Regions from separate parts of the Gossypium hirsutum genome. Here region 1 is linked to region 2. The links are chromatin contacts, called in public Hi-C maps. All regions are on one chromosome and are shown on one strand. The core of a region is the stretch at or near the end of the contact, and the rest is flanking DNA. Distances in the headings are between cores, read along the strand shown.

Region 1 (7,203 bases), core at 4,352-6,851, 300 kb after region 2:
CTTCGCAACTTTCATCACTGGGTGGATAGTGAATCGGACATTGGTCTTATGATATTTTGAACCACACCAATGTCATTCTATAAATTTGTCTCTAGGTGGGTATTGAACCGAACATTGGAAACTAATGTCAAATGGCATGTACCTAATGTCTTGAGTTGGTTTTTAAGTTTATTTTGATGTTTTGGCATTTATGGTAGTAATGTTTGTATTTTAAATGTGTCAATGATATTTGATGGTTTGTACATGCATTAATCTAGTGAATTACAATGGTATGTTTGCTCATTTTATATATGTTTGCTTGTAATTGTGAGGTATTGCTTGCACGCCAAATAACAAAGTGTGATGCATGAGACTAGAATGAATATGTATATTTATGTGATCATATGTTTAAAGATGTTTAGATGTGTCAAGGATGAGATTTGGACCTTATGTTGAATGTTTTATAATGTGATGAAATGGGATTTTAGGTCACTTTAGGCCAAATGAGATTGATGTTAGGTAGACTTGAAAGAAATGATGCAAAATTTAGGGGAAAATGTTATCATGGTCACGACATTCCCCTGTTGAAGTCAAGACATCAAACCACTATCTTCATGGTTGCGATTTACCCCCTTCTAAAGTCGAGACATCATGCTACTACCCTTAGTGTCACGAGTTATGGTTGTTTTTACGTTTTGGTCCCTTATTTGTTACTAGTGTTTCATGAGAGTTTTCGTAAGCTTACTTATAACCTGAATTTGAATAATAATGTTTTTAGAAGTTTTAAAACTTAATTGCTTGCATGATTTGCCTTTTAGATATTGAAATGAAATTATAGTTGCTTCGGCAATGAATATAAACCTTTACATCTTGGATCCAATGATCAGGTCGGGTGGGTGTTAAAAGAAAGGTTAATTGACAAATTTTTTATTAAATTCATTTTTAATTCCCAGTAAAATTTAAATGGGTCAAAGTGTAAATTTCCATGTTAGATTTTTATTTTTTTAATTGAAAATGTTTTTTCCATGTTAGCAAAATACCATGTGTATGGCTAGGTGGCGCGTTTTGGTGAATTTTTTCTATCATGTCATCAGTTGTTAACAATCAAACCAGTTAATGATAGTTTTGTAAACAGAAAGGTCCAATTGACTTTTTTAAGGGATTGATAACTCAACGTTCAATTGATTTTTTGATTTTTTTTACTGAGGCTTTTTTAGACTCATTAACCTTACTATAATAAGTATGATTAAGTTTAAGATTATAGATTTATACACATTTAAATACATTAATAATTTATTATATAAAATTTCCTTTATTATATTATATATATTTATATTGAAATGATGTCATTTTCCAATTGATCAAATCTAATTTTAAATAATTCAAGTATCATAAAGAAAAGATTTTTTTTTTAAAAAAAGTCTCCCAATTAATTTATCCAATTAAGTTTCTAATTATTTTCTTAATTAATTAATTTTGTTATAAACTTAAGAAAAAGAAAAAGAAATGAATTTCTGTGCGAAAGTAATAATATTGCGTCTTGATTTACATTAGGTTACATAGCCTATTTATAATAGAAACTAGATACACAAATAAGGAAAGATATGATATGATATGATATGATATTGTGCTAATAAATTAGATACAAATACGGAATGATATGATATGATATAAATTAATTATGCAAGATATCACATTAACATCCCCTCTCAAACTCAAGGTCGTGCTGTAGAAACTAAGTCTTGAAGTCTAGTTGGAAGATGGGTTTTTGTGAAAATGTATGCGAGCTGAGCCGATGAAGAGATAGAAGTAGAGGTGTGCATGGGCCAGGTCGGGCCAGATTCGGGCTGGGCTCAACTAAAAATTCAGGCCTATTTGTTAGGCCCGGGCTCGGCTCGACCCGAAAATGGGCAGCCTAAAATTTTGCCCAAGCCTGACCTGGATAAAAATGCTAAAACTCGGGCCCAACTCGGCCCACCCATATTAATTTTTATATTATTTTTATATAATTTTAAAATATATATAATACATCAAAAATACTAAAAACATCAAAATAGATATTTCCTAGCAAATTGAAAATAAATTTTAAAAAATATATATACTTAAATAACACTAAGATAAATGCAACTTAACAAGCAAATATCTCTAAAATAATAACAAAATTAACAAATATCTTTAAAATAATAACAAAATTAACAATAAAATAAGCTTTATACAATATCCAAACAAAAACAAAAAAATAGTAGCAACATAATAGTAAAATGGTAGCAAATTATGGAGAAAATAACAATAAATCCTTTAGTGAATTTCGGCCGGGCCTGGGCCAAAAATGCCTTACCTGAGGCTTGACCCATTTTTTAAACTGGCCTTATTTTTTTGTCCAAGCCTATTTTTCGGGCCTATATTTTTTCCTAAACCTCTTACATCTCGGGTGAGCCTTCGAGTCAGGCTGGGTGGCTTGACCCATAATCAAGTCTAGATAGAAGCAAGGTGAAAAGAGCCCTAAGTAACATGATGTCGTACAAAATGACAGAGAAAGCCATCATCATTAGAGAAAACCTCAAGACCCAAAAGAGGAGGAATCATCACCGATCACATAGGCATCAACCACTAATGGAAACATTAGTGCCTATGATCTCGTTACCAAGGGCCCCTTTCTCCACTTAAGACCTTGCTTACAAAGAGGGAGAGAAACAATGAAGCATAAGATAGAGCCGAGCATCCTTGATCACCAATCGAAAGACACTGTAAGAGAGCAAAGGTTCACAATGACCCTAGATCGACTGAAATCAACCGTCGGCGACATCTAACCTAGAACAATATCCAAACAATGACTAAATCAATGGAGATATTGGATCTAGCAAAAAACATAAAAACAAGAAAAGTAGCATTTGGAGGCTTTAGGAACCACCACCCATTCACCATTCAAGAGTTGTAGTAACTCTCTCACAAAAAATGGAATACTGGCATCAGAACACCACATCGGTCCCTCATTAACAAAGGTTCGCTTGTGAGAAGAAAAAATAATAAAAAATAAAAAAGCCATGAAAGCTCGGACAAGGACCCTAAAAGGGATTATTAAACCAAGAGGAAGACATTAGAAAATAGAGTAGAACAAGGAGACAAGACCCTCGAAAGGGGTTATTAAACCGAGAGGAGGACATCAAAAAACAAAGTAGAACAAGGAGATAAGACCCCCAAAAGGGGTTATTAAATCAAGAGGAGTACATAAAAAATAGAAAAGAACAAGGAGGATGATGACCAACCACCGATAGTAGGTGTTTGGCCGTTAAAATCGAGAAACATGAAAATCACCTAGAGTAACAAACAACCAAAGCACGGGAAACAGAGGGCAAAACTAGAAACATGATCAAAAGAGTTTGGTCAATAGAGTAATGAACGGCTCAGAATGGATTGAGTATGATGACTCAGCTTGGACAAAGAAAGACAAAACACGGGAAACAGAGTACAAAGCTAGAAATAGGACCAAAAAGGGCAAAATTTTTTTTGGAGTTTTAGCGACTACAGGCACCGTCCATAAAATAGATCTGCAAATTGTAAAAAAAGAAGCCATATGAAGTGAATGAGAAGAATAAATAAAGAAAATGTTGGTGGGAGGGAGAAAAAAGACGGGCGATAGCCAGCCCGGAGACTGAAAACGTCGTGTCACTGGACAAAACAAAAGATAAAAAGTAAATGACTTGGAGAAGAAAAGAAAAATAAATAAATAAAAGGGGAAACTAAGCTCTTGATACCATGCTACAAACTTAAGAAAAAGAATGATAAATGAATTTCAAAGAAATAATATTGCCTCTTGATTTACATTAAGTTATATAGTCTATTTATACTAGAAACTAGATACACAAATAAAGAAAAATATGATATGATATTAACCAATTATGCAAAATATAAGTGTGAGAAATTTGATATCATCTTTTAATGTCACAAATTTTTTGCTATTTTATTTGAACTCAATAATCATTATTGAAGTTTTTTTAATAGAACTAGAATATAACCCTCGTAATTTAGAAAAAAAAGTTATATTAAAATTTTAAATATAATATTGATATTAATTATAGATAACTTTAATGATTGAATTTATAAGGAAATGAAGTTAATGTTAAAGTTGAATCTTTATACCAAATTAATTAGACAAAATATGGACAATATAATATGAGAAAATAATTAAATACATTAAACTATGGTTAAAACAAACAAATCGTGATTGTAGAATATGAATATAAAAGCCTGTTATATATATATATAAAATATTTACGTATAAATTTATTTCAATACATAAAAATAATATGAACAAATACACAAAATTTTTATATTTGGCTTCTTTTTCTTTCTAGTGTTATTACATATTAGTGTGCCATGAAAGGAGAGTGGAACAGTGGCTTAAGAATATACAAGAGGCAAGACAATAGTTCAGGAATGTAAAACAACTAGTAATTTTCATGGAGCAAGAGAATTAATATCCCCTCTACTTTTAGGTATTATTGAGCGAGTGCACTGGAAATCCGAAACAATATTTGATAAAAACCTGCTTTTTGGGGTCGCCCTTCACACTCTTACTGTTAAAGCCAACAAGAAAGGGTGATGAAAATGTTCTCCAATGTGGCTATGTGAACTTCTTTTTTCAGTTGTGTTGAAACTAGTAAGATCTAAATTTTTTCTACGGAAGAGAAACATGCAAAAAATTAAGGATCTTTGTAAGCTTTAAACATTTTCCCGATACCACCACCATAGCTATATAAAATGAAACACAAGTCTGCAATTCCAATAGATTTGGTTGCTTGACTTATGAGTGATAACACTACTTTTTCACCCCTGGCTTGCATGCAGTGCATAGTTGTGTCTATTTGTGTTATTAAAATAAAACATATGTGAATCAAATTGTCACAATCAATGCTTTTATTACCTCCAATAAAAGGGAATTTTAACATGAAAAAAAAAAGGGAAACGTTTAGCGTTTTATTGTGCATACAGATTAGGAAAGAGGAAAAATTTGTATTTTAATCTCAGCGTGGTCAAAAAATTATGCAAAATTAATAAATTTTAAGTGGATCTGTTCTCATTTTTATATATTAATATAACATTATACTCAAAATATCCCTCTGTGTCTTAAAATCAACCCATTTCAATTGCCAATTAAGCTCTCTCAGTAGTTGTGGTTGTGGATATATCTTTTATAGTGGGTTATTGATAATTTTAATAAACTGGTGTATATTTTAATAATATGATATTAGGATGCTGTCATGATATAATATTTAAATATTTTCTCCAATTCCATTACTATTTTCCCAATAACCTAGGAGTTTAATTTTCCCATGAGACCGATGAATTTAATTGTTAAAATCTTAGCGGCTGCTAAAAAGATTTACCCATAAAAGTAGGGACTGGTTTGAAAATTAGTCTAGAAAAGTTTCAAATTTAATCCGCTATTATCATCTACATAGAACCCAAACCTATGCCATCAAATCGGACCTCAGCTTCATTACCAATACTTCAAATTGCCACGTGTACGGTAATGACAACTTATTCATAATCCCATAGACTGAAACAGAGTAAAGCCAAGAAAAATTAAAAATAAATAAATAAAAAACAAAATAATATCATTGGCCAAACCACCTTTATATTCAAGTTTCGCGGCAACGCCACTTTTCGCTCTCTCAAAAGTTGTTCTTTCTCAAAATTCTGTTTTTTCTTTTTATTTCTTTTTTAAATTTCTCTGAAAAATCTTTCTTTCTCTAATTCTTTTTTTTTTGTTAAATGTGTTGGTTCAGCTGGGAAAAGGCCGGCAATTGGTAAGTGGAATTGTCTCCGATCTGTGAATTAGGGTTTAAAAGTTGAGATTTTGAACCATCACTGTGGTTTTTTAAATTCATTTTTGCAATTTTTAAAGGAGCTTTCGGTTAAAATTTTGAATTTTCGTTTCTTTTAAAAGTGTTTTCGGTTTTCTTCAGTGGGTTTGAAGCGGTTTTCAAGGTGACTTTATGGATTAAGCCAAATTGGCTTTGCCGTTCTAGTGGTTTTAGAGCAGCATTGTTTTGCAATCTTTTTTTATTTTCAATACGTAAAATTTTAGGTGTTTCAATTGTGAATGAAATTTTGATTGTGATTTTGAGATTTTGTGGTGTTTCTTTTTGCTGGTTCTAAAAAAAATTACAACTTATTATTTTTTTAAAGTTCATTGTTAACATCGATTTTACATCTGCACTATCTTTTTCAAATTTCCCCTTTTCTTTTTCAAGTTCATGTTTTATGATGGAATGCTTCAGATAAAGGAAGTCATTGATGGCCCCAACAAGAAAATATAAAACTGTGAACAAACAATATTCGAGTAAATGTGAAGTATCTCCTGATAAAGACGCAGGAAATTCAAGAAAAAGTAACCCAAAGGTAGGTGTTTTGTCATTTTTAATTGATTATTTGATTTGAAGATCAAATTTTCTTGCCTTTGGCTGTTTGATGGATACTCTGTTTTACGTGGCATCATCATATGCTAATTGTGAGTCGTTTTGATGCATGGACTGTTGTATTCTATGCTATAGAAGAAACTATTTGACAAGTTAGGATCTCCATGGAGCAAGGCAGAGATCGAGCGGTTTTATAAAGCTTATCGGGAGTATGGGAAAGATTGGAAGAAGGTATATTAGCTACCTGCCACAGTATTTACTTCGAGAACTATAATAAAAAAGTTTAATGGTTTCACTGTAATTTTATATTGTGATGATGCTCCATCTAGGTATTCTATAAGCATAATTAACACTTCCTTTTTCATTTTAAATTTGTGGTTGCTTATGTTTAGGTGGCTGCTGCTGTACGTAACAGATCCACTGAAATGGTGGAGGCCTTTTACATTATGAATCGGGTATGGTTAGGTCTCGATGTAGCTTTAAGCACTCTAATCAGTTATCCAATTCATCTTTGATTGCTTAATCTTGTCCTTGAATGCTTATGGGTTTCATGATGTTTGTTTCTAAAATGCCCAAGGAAATGCTTAGATTAGGACTTGATTCAGTTCGAAAAAATCGAAAAAGAATTTGAATTTTGAGATAATCGAATCGAGTTATTCGAGTTTCGAGTTCGAGTTGAGTTAAATTTTACAGTTCAAATAACTCGAATAATTTGAGTTACAGATTGGTGTCACTACCCTTTATTTCCCGTCAATTTTGAAAATGAGCAAATTGTCACTCTCAACAAAAATTACAAAATAAT
Region 2 (6,766 bases), core at 3,160-5,659:
TACCTACAAATATTATAAATTGGTTACTTCCAGGTTAATCAGGCACATTAATTAAACCTGCTGCCCCAAACTAGTTTCACTTCCTTTCAGAAGGATTTTTAAATTCGTAAAACAGCAGATCATCCTTCCAAATGGTTCCTAATTCTTTATAACCTTCACAACCCTATACATGCTTGAGAATCATCCTTCTTTTCGACCAACAAATTTTGTTTTCTCTCTAAGGAAAATTTGTAAGCACTAAATTAGGCCGATGATAGTACTTGCTTCCAAAAAATGAGCAGAAACACATGTATATATAAAGAGAGACAGAGAACAGAGTTTTACCAGCAAACCATAAACATCACAATAATGATAAAATTCTGGCCTCTCGGCCAACCCACCACCCCAACAACGAATCATGTTCAGATTCATATCTGCATGAAATTTTATGTCTGTTTTATAACGCTCCTTAGAAAGCCGAAGCAAGCAATCAGACAATATCCAGTTACCACCGCGGATAAAAATAGGCTGTCCATTCACCTTGAACAACCTGTCAAAAGATGGCAGTAATGAAACAGATAGAATTTCTAAATGCAATTTTTTAATAATAGTCAAAGTTGATTCCTGAAGTATACCTTCCTCCAGTAGCACTGTCTATATGAGATTCAATTTTGCGAAAACCAAATAGTTGGCCCCAAGAATCAGACTCTCCGTGTCCCTTCACATCAACAGTAATACTGACATTATACAGAGACTGCTTTCCCATTCCATTTGGCCACCATAAGTTGGGCTTGTAGAAGAAAAGCTGCAATATACAGCATAAGCATTTTCAAGTAGTGTTGCAAGTAAATTTTAATAGCAACTTGCAAAAGAACGGATGCTTTGAACCATAACCGTGGGTATCCAATTTCAGGTTGCAAAGAAAGAAAGGATGCTGTTGCAGAGGAATTATCATTTAGTTTCCTCTAAATAATTAATATATTTACTTAATGAAAATAAAAGGGGCGGTTAAAATTTCTCAATGAGATCCAATTCGGTCAAATCTTGCTCCATATTCTCTCAAATGTGTCACTACTCTATATCAAAATGCAAAAAGTCAAACACAAATAAACAATAGAGGGGGCAAAGGCAACTGCTTATCCAAGACAAAGAACTAACTTCAATGCAACCAAGGATGCAACAAAACACATTCAAAAATAAATAAGAAAGTTACCAACACTGACCTGAGGAAATGTATACTGAATACGAGCTCTAGGAGGGATTGAAACATGCTGAGTCTTAAGATGCTCCATTAAGCAAACACTTCCTTCAAGTTCTGTTGTCACTTGGATATTTAAAGAACATTCAGCAACCCAAGAACTTCTGTTTTCCAATTCAGTTGTTGCATGCAAGTATACCCTTGTGTAACGGTCAAAAAACGAAGAAACTAAGTGTGGATCAATTATTTTCACCGGCTGTATCCAAAGCAAATGCATCAACAAACAGCATTTAGATTTAATTACCAAGTATCATAAAATAATGATAGTGAAAACACAAGCACCATCAACAACTGATATCTAGGTCTAAACTGAGTGCTACAAATAAAGGTACTTAGAAGGAAAATTATTTAGAGCATTGTGCAGAAATACGCATGCTCAATACTCAACACTAATACAAGATAAACACTAGTACAACGAAGTTTTTAAGTCTTATACATAAATCTTACCCCGGTAACAGATATTGAGACTTCATCCCAGATACCAGTGTTCCGATCCCTGAGACAAGTAGAGGTCAGATATTAAGATATCGAGTTTTGCAGCTTTAGAAAACAGAGGTTGGATCCTAGCTGACAGTTCAAAAACTTCTAAGACATACAATAATAGATGACAAGATAATAGAATACCAAAAAGAAAATGTAATATAATTACATTGATTAGCCTCTATATACTAATAGAACTGCAAATAGAATACCAAAAAGAAAATGTAATATAATTACATTGATTAGCCTCTATATACTAATAGAACTGCATTGTTTTTCTCCCTGCCATATGCACTATAATATATCTTCTAAACAAAAATCTTATCAGAGGATCACCATTCATAACATCATCTATATTTAGCTCAGAGAAGTATCATTGGATTTGTATCTATACGCGTTTGATCCCTGCTGCTCCTCTCATTGTCACTCTAAATAAATTTTTTTGACAACCATATTGTTGTCTTTCATATCCATTTAACTGATGCTAAGCCTCTAGCTCATAACACCGGTCTACCCAAACTAATAATAGAATATTAGTGTTCTCACTCCTAATTGATTTAGCATACACATTACGATAGGCACTTGTATGTTCAAAGTGCATCTGTTATCACATGAATACACAAATAAAGCTCTAAAATCAAGAGAAGTTGGTCAAAGAACCAAAGAAGGATGAATAAATTTCTTGTTTGCAGTGGCATTAAGTGGAGACAGAAATACGGTTAGACTACACTGTGACAAGTCGCATTATTCATCAGAAAATCAAACATCAGCAAGAATAAGAAAACCAAAACAAAACCCTGAAGTTTCAAAGTTATAATATGTTCACCTCACTGGAGCTATCCAATCCCAGCCCTCAACATATTGTGTGGCAACATCTTTTCCAATCTAAGATGACAAGAAAGGGTGTTAGCAATTAGGTCGCAGTTTTTGCTCATATTATTAAATGCCTACAATTTAACCTCAAACCATTTTGTTAGAGATAAAACAAATTAATGAACTTTGTTAGAACAAAGTTACTTACCTCATGATCCCCACCTTGCCCACCCGCAGGGGGAATGCTCCCAGGATGGTCCGGAGGGTGAACAAGAACAGCCAGCAAGTTTGAACCATCAGGATTTAGGATATCAGTGACTTCAAGGGAATGTCTTCGAAACATCCCTTTAGGGAGGACCCTTTTGTGCCCATTTAAGTATAACTCTGCAGAGTAATTGATTGCACGAAAATTCAGATCTAAATTTCCTGACTGCAAAATATAAAGTAAATCAGAACAGAGCATTTGTTAGTTGCATATAACATTTTCAAGATTTAGGGAACACAGTTCTGACCAATTAAACATCTACCTCGTATACAAAACAAAACAAAAAATTTTAGTGTTTTAAACTCATATTTAACCTCACAGATTTCATGTCAAAACACTGCATACCAGCTTACACTGGAATTTTGTGAAAAACCAGAATGTGTAGTACTCCCTTCCAGAATCAGCTATATCAAGGATCGTCTCGTTCTCCAAACCGTAAAAGGGATCACCAACAACTTTGTTCTCTACTAGAGTTGCCAAAACACTGTCGATCAAGAACAAGTTCCAAACCATTAAGATGAGAACTCACATACTAGCTCCATTCAAGACAATTGACTTTGTATCCAAATTCAACTATAATATTTTTCATGACAAGGAGCAAGGTCATTTTTGCATTTGATAGGATCGTAGAAGCAGATGTAGAATCATCAAATGATTCAATTATTAAGCGAAGACCGACAATTATAGTCCAAATTTCAACCCATAAAAATGATAAATAATTAAAAGGATTGAAAATATTTTAAGCATATTGATCTAAAAACGATCATTCCTTTTGTTTCTTTTGCCACTTGCCTTTAGCTTCCTTAAAAAAAGGAGCGACAATTATGGCGTTATATCAACAAAACTACAATTTTTTTTTAATTTAAAAAAAAAAGTTGAAAAAGCTAACAACCAAGCAGAACCTAATTATGAAATTTGATTTATTATCCTAATGTTGTTATAACTCTCTCATTTTCCTTCAAAATTAAGTGATGCATAACTAGCAATTTTCTCACTCAAATCTTTGCATTTGCTATCCACATTAAAACATGAGAAAAGTCAAGTCAATCCAGCAAAACTCAGCCTACATTTAAACAAAACTAGAAGTAAATGGACTGCTGTATATGCAAAATATACAAAATCAGAACAAATATATACACAAGTGGAGGTTTATTACGTTCCAGGAACGACAGCTTCCATCCAGGAAGAGGTTGGGCTAGTTGGGGGATGAGTGGTGGTGAGCTGAGTTCCGGTGAGTTGAACGTCGGTGGATCTGGCGGCGAGCCATCCCGAGTCAAGCAGAGTCTTTTGCCCAATCTCTGCCATTGCTGAGTGTAGGGAGTGGAGTGAGAAGAGAAGAAGACTTTCGAAGAGTAAAATTTTCTTGTCTTGGGAAGACTTGTGAGCTGACACCGCGTTTGAAACAAGACAGTGTCGGTACTTAATCAATGCCACGTGGTGTTTGTCGACTTGTTTTGTACGGCGGTCATTTCTAGGTGGATCTGATCTCTTTATAATCGGCCTTTTTGTTCACCTCTTCCTGTCTTTTATTTTATGACTTCTGTTGTTACTACTTATTATATCCATTTTAGACAACAGAGATTACATTACAGACCAATGTCTTCATAACATCAACCATCCATTTTCGATTACATTGATTCAATCGATTTTATTATTAAAAATACTTTTAAAAAAACAAATGCTTGAAGTTTGGGCTAGCCTTTTAAAGTTATAATTTATTAGTAAGCCATCTATTTTAGGCCCACAGGCTATAACCAAGAAATCCTAAAATATTATATCATTTGACTCTTTCAACTTCTCAAAGCCTCAATCTTTTTTTCTCATTTTTTATTTTTCAGCAGGGACGGTGACTGAACGCAAAAGCAGATCTGGAGGGAGATGGGCAACTGGAGAGTGGAGAGAGGCTGAGAAGCCAAATGGACGAGGGACGAGAGTGGTGGTTGCCTGGGTGGGTCTCGAGTTAGCTTTTCTTTTTCCGGCTTGCCCAACTTGAAGCAGTCCAGTTTTTTAAAAAAAACTGGTCCGATCAATTTTTATTGGTTTTTTCGGTTTACAATTTGCGGTTCAATTGCCATTTTTTCAATTCTCGATCTGAACATTTTTTATTAGTGTTTGGATCAATTCCCAAACGATCAATTAGTTCAGTTGGATTCAAACATCATTTTTAGGTACAAAAGAAGATTGAACTCCCATGGGGAAACAACACAATTAGCGGGGTATTAACTGCTTTTAGATTTATTTTTTTTTAATTTAATGACTGCACATATATACTCCGCTATTTGCTCACTCTCGTGAACAGCTCCTACCTCAACTTCTTCATGCATGTTCTCTTTGCTACGAGAACGGTATATGTTCGGCATTTCTAACAATTAGGTTGTTGAGTGTTTTGATGTGTAAGGTTATGAGATGGGACGTCGTAGATAGGTTACCATATATCTCAACACTTAACTTATTTTAGGATTAATATGTTTTCTCTACGTAGAGTTTGTCTGCATGGCGGTGCGAACTTATCCTATACAAATTCATGAAAGGATATGAACTCATCACATGCGAACCCAAGATGCAAACTATGTAAGCTATGGGTCAGTCTAAGTCGGATAACGGGTCGATAATAGCGAACACGATAACAATTTGTCCCCCATCTAATTCAAAGAATAGTTATAAACTGACTTTTTTGAAAACTTGACTTTGCGAAATGGGGAATATCTGAGAATGAAACTTATCGCATACGCTTTTCCTTTTAAATTGTCATGCGTTTCACCACGTCTTGAGGAGAGGTGCAGATGTATAAAGCTGATTATGTTTTTATTCTCAGACAACGAATCATCAAGGTGTGAAATTTTTTAAAAGGAGGTTATTTTAACTCTAAATATTGAATTGTTTGGATTTGAAATTTTTGAGAAGGATAATCGTGATTTAGAGGTAAGTTTTTTAAAATTTCCAAATTGTCTTTGTAGTTATTTTGAGTTTAGTTGGGCATGATAATTAGGTCGAGAGGAGGTAGTCGTATCATTCAAGGTAATCGTGATGGTTCAGGGAGCGAGCCCTCACGACGCGTAAAGCAAATGCTCTTGTGGAGGCAAAAGTGTATGTTTGCACCATCAAGCATGAAGAGATGAGTTGTCAGTTGGTCGCCCGGTGGATTCAAATACCCAATTTTGCTTATGAATTCTCGATTGTTAAAGGGTCGAGGCGACTTAGTGACACTGCCGATGGAAGTTTTTTACTTCCTTCACACGTACTAGAAGTAAGTTTTCATATTCCATTCCACTCTGTCATCTTCTTGACAAGTATGGAATAATTCCAAGATAGCTATCTGACTTCTCATGGTGGGTCGTGGTGGCCCACTTCATTGAATATGGTCGGCAAGAAGAGGCGTTGTTGATTTCTGTTTTCTAGAATTTATACTAACTCAAAGCCTGCAATTGAGGAGGTTCTTTGGGCTTGTTTTTATTTTACTTTTCACGATGCTCAATTGTTTCTAACTGGTATTCAAACCTTCGACTGAATCACTGTAAATACATACCGATAAAGAATAGATTTGGAGTTGGTTTTGATTTTCTTATTGAATGGTCCACACCTAGTAAGAGTGTGTGCTTGTGAAGATAAGAAATTATAACGAAGGCAGGGTGGGCTCAATTCTATAGGCTTCGTTGAGGTCCTGTATTAAATTTGGAGGAGGCGTTAACTGTTAGAAATGTGTTTCACTACTGCCTCATAGATCTAAACCCTAATGGATGGCGGCCAGTTGATGGTAACAATGGTGCAGACATTGTGTTAGTTTTGGCTGCGCAGTTCCCGCGGCTACATGAAGCCACTAATGAGTTAGGACTTATTCTGTTAGGGAAAAAGAAGGAGCTTACAAATTATTTTTATACCTTTTGTAAATTAAAACCTCATCCATAGTCCTCTAAACCTACAGAGGATTAAGAAGGTAGCACAAACCCCCTATGATTATTGTTGGTGCTGAT

The links. Hi-C and Micro-C count contacts between places; a contact is called where the count stands out from the background.
Region 1: a Hi-C map of leaf shows a contact between it and region 2, with 3 times the contacts expected there. The contact joins the promoter of LOC107893645 here to the promoter of LOC107893587 in region 2. A contact is called at or near these places in 11 of 34 Hi-C or Micro-C datasets (callus, fibers, hypocotyl and 2 more).

Annotation. Positions count from the first base shown.
Region 1 is chrA13:76,184,111-76,191,313 of Gossypium_hirsutum_v2.1, forward strand. It overlaps LOC107893645 (protein ALWAYS EARLY 2), which reads left to right and starts at 5,602. Exons shown (of 20, transcript XM_016818687.2): 1 at 5,602-5,789; 2 at 6,264-6,384; 3 at 6,537-6,632; 4 at 6,794-6,856. The coding sequence starts at 6,280.
Region 2 is chrA13:75,890,164-75,896,929 of Gossypium_hirsutum_v2.1, forward strand. It overlaps LOC107893587 (mannosylglycoprotein endo-beta-mannosidase), which reads right to left and starts at 4,410. Exons shown (of 11, transcript XM_016818617.2): 1 at 3,952-4,410; 2 at 3,141-3,279; 3 at 2,739-2,960; 4 at 2,544-2,602; 5 at 1,685-1,733; 6 at 1,203-1,433; 7 at 615-784; 8 at 325-529; 9 at 1-3. The coding sequence starts at 4,100.